2 separate regions of the Ovis aries genome follow, and region 2 is linked to region 1. Evidence: chromatin contacts called from public Hi-C data. All regions are on one chromosome and are shown on one strand. Each heading gives the region's core, a stretch centred on a gene start, on an enhancer-like site or on the middle of the called end of the contact. The rest is flanking DNA. Distances are from core to core; before and after follow the strand shown.

Region 1 (4,185 bases), core at 1,339-3,838:
AAACTACTGAAAAGGGCGCTAGTAGTAAGGAACCCACCTGCCAATGCAGGAGATGTAAGATATACGGACTCGATCCCTGGGTTGAGAAGATCCCCTGGAGAAGGGAATGACAACTCACTCCAGTATTCTCTCCTGCAAAATTCCATGGTCAGAGGAGTCTGGCGGGCTGTAGCCCATAGGATCGCAGAGTCGGACGCGTCAGAGCAACAGACACACACCCACCCATACACAAGGTATTAGGCTACTTACTCCTCCTCTAAAACAGTCCTTTCTTCTGACACTCTGTTCATTCTGTGTATCCATCACTGCCTAACAAATCACACAAGACTTGGTGGCTGAAAACAACCAGCATTTTATTATCTGGTTTCCGAGGGTCTGGAATTCAGGTAGGGCTCATCCTCTAAGGTAATGCAGTGTTATTTCACTGCATTCTACTGCTTACAAGTGAGACTCAAACCTAGCCAGATGCAAAGGGAAGAGAGTAGAGTTCACCCCTGGACGGGGTGGGAGGATAAAGAAAATAGGCACAGTGGTGATGATGGTGTGTCTGTCTTTGGAGAAATACAGTGTCCCCCAGCCTAGAGTTAGCTTGTAGAGCAGATGTTTCATTTAAGGAAGCCATGGACAGTCTCGTTTCCTAGGTAAATCAGACAAAGCATTTCTAAGGTGTTTGTAACACAGAGGAGGGGAAGAAAGCATCAAATCTGTGGGTGTGTTTTTTTTTAGCCCATATGCAACTTTAATTTAAGCTCCAATACTTTGGTCACCTGATGCAAAGAACTGACTCATTAGAAAAGACCCTTATGCTGGGAAAGATTGAAGGCAGGAAGAGAAGGGGATGACAGAGGATGAGATGGTTGGATGGCATCACCAACTCAATGGACATAAGTTTTAGTAAACTCCCGGAGATGGTGAAGGACAGGAAAGTCTGGCGTGCTGCAGTCCATGAGGTCACAGAGTCGGACACAACTGAGCAACTGAGCAACTGAACAACAGCAAATGCACCTTTAAAGAATATAACACTTGGAAAGCACTTCGTGAACTATAAAATACAGCCTAACTTGTGGTCGTTCAAAGCAATTTGGAAACGTCTCTGAAGTTCTATATCTCTGAAATTCTGACATATTATCAATGGAGATGACACTCTCCTTGGCAAGTTTTATCTACTTAACAAATACCACTAGAGCCACCCTAGGAAAGTATTGGGGTAATTCTTAGAGTCTTTTTTAAATAGAAAACTTGGAAAGAAAAAACCATCACCAAGACTAGCCTTATAAACTGTTTCTCTTTGGAAGAGGCACTAAGTACAGCTGTGGGCAAGGAATATTTGCCTTGGGCTGCGGTTTAGGAAAGAAAACACAACAAAGTAGGAGCCAGGTGAAGGCCATGGCAAACCACTCCAATACTCTTGCCTGGAAAATCCCATGGACGGAGGAGCCTGGAAGGCTGCAGTTCATGGGGCTGCGAAGAGTCGGGCACGATTGAGCGACTTCACTTTCACTTTTCACTTTCTTGCATTGGAGAAGGAAATGGCAACCCACTCCAGTGTTCTTGCCTGGAGAATCCCAGGGACAGGGAAGCCTGGTGGGCTGCTGTCTATGGGGTCGCACAGAGTCCGACACGACTGAAGCGACTTAGCAGCAGCAGCAGGAGCCAGGTCACCGGTTACTCTGCTCTCTCTGGAAAGGATGGTCCCATGGACATCCCAATACAAGTCCATTCATGAAAGCTGAAGTTTATTTCTTCTAGGCTCAGCCAAGTCTCATTTCACATCTTCCTGGGTTTTGTCCATTTTAGCTCTGATTTTTAAAACTATCTTCGATGCAAGGTTGACATATATAAACATATCTGTGACAAATCTATATGTATGACAGCCTTGAATCAAGAATTTATAAAAAGAAAATGCTTATCTCAGGAAATTTAATAATGTTGGAACGCTATGTGCTATTATATTCTTTTTTGGGATGTATAGATGTGTTTCAGAGAAGGCAATGGCACCCCACTCCAGGACTTTTACCTGGAAAATCCTATGGATGGAGAAGCCTGGTAGGCTGCAGCCCATGGGGTCGCTAGAGTCGGACACAACTGAGCGACTTCACTTTCACTTTTCACTTTCATGCATTGGAGAGGGAAATGGCAACCCATTCCAGTGTTCTTGCCTGGAGAATCCCAGGGACGGGGGAACCTGGTGGGCTGCCGTCTATGGGGTCGCACAGAGTCGGATACGATTGAAGCGACTTAGCAGCGGATGTGTTTATGGAGAAGGAAATGACAACCCACTCCAGTGTTCTTGCCTGGAGAATCCCATGGACGGGGGAGCCTGGCAGGCTACGGTCCATGGGGTCGCAAGAGTCGAACACAACTTGGCGACTACACCACCACCACCAGATGTGTTTAGAGAGGGGTGAACATTTATCCCCTGAAGTGTTTTGATTCCCAAACTGTTTTCTTCTGTCCCAGCTCTGCGCATGTATTGCCTGCCACATTCTGTCCTTTTTGTAATGGATTTTCTTTCCTGGACCAGCAGTGAGCAGATACAGACAAGTGCCTCGGGTGGCTAACGAGGTTTCTCTAGGCACATGCGCCCTCTGCTGTTGCCATGGTGAAGTGCACTTTCTTTACAGCACAGAGAGCTCTCTGGGTGAGGGGGATTCTGCTATTCCAATACTAGTCTTTTTTTTTTTTTTTTTTTAATCTCTGCAGGACTCCTTTTACCCCATTCGCTGTACTTGCTACACATCATCTACAAGAGGAATGACCTTTCAGGGTTCCCTTCCTTCTGTTTTGAAGCCTCGGGTCCCACATGCATTCCAATATTTCCACCCAGGACAGGACTTGTCTGTCTAGGGTGATGTCTGGTTTGGGTCACCCCACACCCCCGAGAGTCCTGTCCTTTGCTCCAGATTTTCTCTGCTGTCTCTGCCCAGTGCTCCTGACAGGGATGGGCTCAGAGACGCCTGGCTGGACTTGGGTGTTTATCTCATTACTCACAGGAAGTCCTCCCCCGGTTTCAAACCCCACTTACTAACTCTGTGACTTGGGACAAGCTCACTTAACTTCTCAGAGCCTGTGTTTACTTGCCTGTAAAATGGAATCAAGGCACTCCTTTCACAACACTGTTCAGGGGCCCTGAATGGAGTGACGTCCATAAAGTTTCCAGCACAGTGGGACCTGTTTTTCTTTTAATCACAGCCTTTTCAAAAATTCTCATCAGAAAAGCTCTATTCAACTCAGGCTTTTTTTTTTTCTTTTATAACCACCCTCGGAAAAACCAAAAAAACAACATCTAGGAGCAAAACTATTTCTTTTCGGTCCCTGAATCCAGCTCCTCTGGGATCACTGTTATTCTCAGGCTTTTTAAATGTAACATTGTCCTCTGTGATTTCAAGAGCAAAAGGAGCAAGATAATGCTGTTTGGTTTTCTGCATTTTGTTGTTGTTGTTATTTAATTGGAAAAAAATTAGAAGAAGATCAGTTTGAAATTAAAGTAACCAACAGACCAGAAGCAACAAACTTTCAAAACAAAACACCAAATGGCCAAAAATAAGTCAGTCTTAAAAGTACAATTTACAAAATTGCATATTTCATAAAAACAAAAACATGAAATGCTTTTCCTTCTAGATTAGACTGTTTCCTCTCCAGAAAGAGGAGAAAAAAGCAACCAATGATGTGAGATTAAAACAAAACATAACTGTTATCCATCCCAGCAACAGGCTTCCCAGGTGGCTCAGTGGTAAAGAATCTGCCTGCCGATACAGGAGACTCAGGTTCAATCCCTGGATCGGGAAGATCCCGGGGAGGAGGAAATGGCAACCCACTCTAGTATTCTCACCTGAGAAATCCTACAGACTGAGGAACCTGGTGGGCTATAGTCCACAGAGTCACAAGGGATCAGACCTGACTGAGCAACTGAGTGTGCACACGCACGTGCGCACACACACACACCAGAAACATCTAAAGAAATGGCCCACAGGGCATCAAATGTGGAGTGTGTGAGCTGTAAAAACTTGGGCACATAATTTAACTTTTCTAGGACTCAGTTTCCCCTTCTGAAAGTTAGGTGCTATGAGTCACCAATTTGGGGGTCTTTTGCTATCTGAAGTTCCTTGTCTATATAAATGCTCATGAAAATTTAATTCACCATCTTGTCTGAATACCAATACTGTACCTGTTTTATAACACCTC
Region 2 (4,154 bases), core at 1,260-3,759, 180 kb before region 1:
AAGGTTTTAGATTAATTGTTGAACTATTATATTTGGGATATCATGGGTTAAATATAATAGATTACTAAAAATAGATTACTAAATTATTAGTAATACTGCAATATAGTGCTATTGATTTCACCCATTTGTTTTTCTTCTCTCTTTAACGTGGCTATTAGAAAACTGAACATCACTTATGTGGCTTGCTTCCTATTTGCATGGAACAGCACCATGTTACGAGCACATTTTCTATGGTCTTTTGCTGAAATCAAGCAGATGAGATGAAGAACTTGTACTTGATTAGGTGTTTCAGGCTGTAGACAAGGTCTTACCTCTCCCAGGTGTGTGTCTCTCCTAAAACCTGTCTTGCTCTATCCTGCTATTTCTCAGCCCCAGTGGAATCTCCTTGGAAATTTCAGTAAAAGTTGCCACCTGGATCCTGCGTGCAGAGATTCTGATGGTCTGGACAGCTTGGGCATCGGGGTTTTAAAGGCCTGCAGGTGAGCTGAAGAAGCAGTGGAAGCCGAGAACCTGATGGGAAAAAATGACCTGCAGAATTGAGCCCTGGGGACAGAGGTGGGGGGCAGCGGAGGGGGCGGGGTGTTGGCAGAGGGGCTTGGCTCACTCTGCATCTCTCTTAGAACTAGATAAGCATGGCGTGGAAAGGCCCAGGGGAATGGTCAGAGCCTGCCCAGCTCATAAAAAACTCAACTCCCCTCCCCTTCAGGGTCCTGGGGTGGGGAGGGGAGGAGTGGATCTCAGTTGGGGTGGGGATGGGGGGTGTGAATGCTTTCAGCTGTATGAGGTGACACGTCCCCAGGGACCCCAGGGAGGGCTGGCTGCAGAGGTGTATGCCTCTCTCACCTCCAGGGGCCACGGGGGCTGAGAGATGCTACCCTGGAGGAAACCACAGCACTGAGCTGAGCCTGGCCTTAACCCCCACCCCACCCCCAGCCCCCAGCCTTTGTCCACAGGCTCTGAGCATCCTCCCGTCCAGGCCGAGAGCCAGAGTCCAGGAGAGGCTACAGCGGATCTCTGTTTGGTCGAAGGAAATACTCAGATCCATTCATATGATATTCTAAATGTCTATCTACTACGTACTGAATTTCAGAATTCAGGCAACTTTCAACTCTAGAAGGTTAGATTATTAGCATCGAGATAAGAAACTGGCCCCCCAAACCCCTGCTGACTTCAATCAAAGCTGACTCCTGCCTGCAGACTTGCCTGTTGAGCAGGGGTGTGGGTACCACTTTATTAAACATATTTGCCCAGATCTTTCTGAATAATTTTTTATAAAACTTCCCCTGCATACCTTCCTGACAAAGTCACTGTTCCAAGGGGGGAGATGGTCCCACCTGCCACCCATCCTTCCATGCTGGAGCAAGACATCTTTTTCGAATAAGCATGTTTTCTCTGAGGCCAACCACCAGATCTTCCTCCGTCTACCTCTTCTATTTTTCTACGATCCATTTAGGATTCTGCCATGTTTTGTGAACTTTCCCCTATGTCCAAGTTGATCAGGGCTCACTAAATGAACAACTTTTGCTTTCAAATTCACCATCATGAACACAACTTGGAAAATGATTACTTTTTAGGATTTTTACCATCAGATACTGCCAGGCGATGAAAATAGCTGTGTCCATGTACGTAACCTTTCCTCTCAGACCTTTGGGGGAGTAAGTGGGCAGCGCTGAAGATTATCAGAGCACTGTCTCACTTCCAGACTCTTAAAGATGAAGGGAAGAGCTGCCCAGAGAATGCGAAGCTGCATTTATGAATGAACGCATTCATGGCTGGGTTTCCTGCCTTCTGTGTTTCCTTACAGATCTAAAGTTGTAACTTCCACACAGCACTGAACTACATGAACAGTTTCTATTTCTATTCTCTGTCCCGCGAGGAGAGAATACTTGGCAGCGCATGTAACGTTAAAAAAAAAAAAAAATCCTTTCCTCTGGCTGGCATTCAACTTTTATATTTTTAGATTTGGAAGTACGTTTTCCTCTCCCTCCACCCAGCATGTATATTTTTATTCTCCTCTGACTCCTTCCAAACTGCAGAAAAATCTGTTTCCTGGCAATTTGAGAAGTGAGAACTGTCAGAGGGGGGGGAAAAAAAGTGAGGAGACATGTGATGCTGTCATGTTAGCATGGAAACATTGCCCAAGGACAAAACCAGGGGCTGTCTTGTGATGTTTTCTTCTGCTCACACCAGCATCCTATTTTGATCTCACCGAAGTTCACTCCAGCTGTCCCCCATTCAGACATTGTGACCCGCGTGAAATCAGCGGTGTACCAGCTTCTGAAGATAAGGAGAGCTGACGCTCTCACAACCATCAGGACCAAACTGTCACTTGGAATTCACTGTAAATATACAAAGCAGGCAGCCCGCTCAGCTATAGCTCTGATCTTAAAGTGCCCATCCTACTGCTGGGTTAGAAAGTTCGTTCCTTCAACAAGGCCTTATCGTGCCATTGCTCTCTGCCAGGCTTGGCTTCAAGCAGCAGGAACAGGACAGCTTCTGCAACACTGGTTTTGCAACAACCCTAAACTCTCAGCCTGGGCACTTTAGAGGTTACATAAGACCTGGGCAGCAGGGGTGGGGGAGAGAGGGAGCGGAGTGGGGAAAGGAGTGTCTGCAGGGCTCCCAGAAACACCAAATCCTTTCAGGTTAGAGGACCATCTTTTCCTTCTGCTGCTGGATTTTTGCCTCCTATCAGCACATGAGCTGGCTAAAAACAAACAAACAAACAAAAAAAACAACATCAACTATTCTGTTTCCTGTCTGAGGATTATCTAACCACAAACACCAGCATGGATTCCACTTTTACATAACTCTCTGCGGTACATCATTACACTCCACTTCTCAAAGAAAAAGGGACAACGTGAGGATATTGCAAGAATTATTTTCACACATGAATTATCGTACAGTATTACAAAGAGTTATGTGCAAAACTCCATTAAAAATCATTTACAAAAGGAAGTACAACACAGTATGTGTTGAGGGTTCCAGATGTATAGCAAAAGCTTGAAAAGGTACAAAGTAGAAAGCCAAACAAATCAGATGACTGGGCATCTTTACACAGTACAATAACATATTTCCCTAACTACCTGTGTGACACGAATACGAGAACTCATTCTCTGTGCAACCCCCTGACCCCCACCCAAACAGGTATTGTAAAACAGAAATTGAACTTCACCACATATTCCTACAACACAGACAGGCTTTTTGGTGCATCGGCAAACTCCTTTCCAAATGGTATTTATTTAACTCGATGAAACTCACATTATGTGGTTTCTGCCCCAAAGAATTTGATGCTGTTAGTTTTGATTTATGTGGAAAAGGGGGGGGAAAAAAACCTGTTGCTCCAATTTTTTTTTTCCCCTCATGGGGTTTTCAAAATTGCTTCCAAAAGCAAATAACATGGGACAGATTTTGCAAACCTCACTGCATATTTACAGTATTTTCAGCATAGGTGGTTCCTTCTATCTCCTTTCCCCACTTCCTTTAAGGAGCCTGAACCAGCAGGCTCCACTCCTTAGCCTTCTGTTAAGAGTCCGTATTTCCCTCTCAGTCTCTCTCTACATTCATTTCTCTCCTGGTCCTCAGCATCACTTGGTGAAAACACAAAACATGATAGCACTGAGCATGAACAAGGTAACAAGAGTACATCAGATTCCCAAAGGCATTCTGTGGCCAGCGTCATCGCTGCAAGAAACCCAGCAGTCTCTCCCCACAAAGTGGCCGAAACATCCAGTTACGGAAGAGAGACTTTTAAAATGCAATACTCTCAAATCCAGCAAGAGATTTCTTTTTTGCATCAATGTTAAAATCACATGCGTAATTATAGAATATCTTAAAAGTTACAAAAATATTTTAAAAACCAATCCTGACAGTTTACCTGCAACTGCTATAAAATCTTCTATGAAATATATAAAAACACAAAGACTCTTTGTAAAAAAAAAAAAAAGAAGGAAAGAAGGGTGGATGAAGGCATCCACAGATCTGAGAGGTCCTTGATGCACTGCATCGGACAGTCTTGTCAAACGCCTGCTGCTGAACTCCAGAGAAGAGCTGGTACTTCAATGTTTATTCAGTACATATACACACACGTGAGCCAACCCGAAACCTGGCTGAGGGGTAGGCAGCAAGCTATCCGGGGACACTTGAACCATTGG

The links. A called contact is a pair of places that touch in the nucleus more often than the background predicts.
Region 2: a Hi-C map of tail adipose tissue shows a contact between it and region 1, with 4 times the contacts expected there. The contact joins two enhancer-like sites. A contact is called at or near these places in 10 of 16 Hi-C or Micro-C datasets (blood, liver, mixed tissues and 4 more).

What each region holds. Positions count from the first base shown.
Region 1 is chr13:38,950,659-38,954,843 of ARS-UI_Ramb_v3.0, reverse strand. All of the region lies in intron 1 of RIN2 (Ras and Rab interactor 2), which reads right to left. LOC132657631 reads right to left here. Exons shown (of 2, transcript XM_060397507.1): 1 at 2,361-4,185; 2 at 1-2,320. Among named protein-coding and RNA genes, the nearest start is that of RIN2, 23 kb to the right of the region's middle. Within about 2 kb of position 2,588, at least 23 of the 54 cell types and tissues checked have an H3K27ac peak or open chromatin away from gene starts, as enhancers often do. A contact at or near this core is called in liver, muscle and tail adipose tissue, where this site is marked.
Region 2 is chr13:39,133,591-39,137,744 of ARS-UI_Ramb_v3.0, reverse strand. It overlaps RIN2 (Ras and Rab interactor 2), which reads right to left. Exons shown (of 12, transcript XM_060397505.1): 12 at 2,866-4,154. It overlaps LOC114117580 (a long non-coding RNA gene), which reads left to right. Exons shown (of 2, transcript XR_003591207.3): 1 at 1-479; 2 at 934-1,252. Among named protein-coding and RNA genes, the nearest start is that of NAA20, 9.7 kb to the left of the region's middle. Within about 2 kb of position 2,509, at least 22 of the 54 cell types and tissues checked have an H3K27ac peak or open chromatin away from gene starts, as enhancers often do. A contact at or near this core is called in liver, muscle and tail adipose tissue, where this site is marked.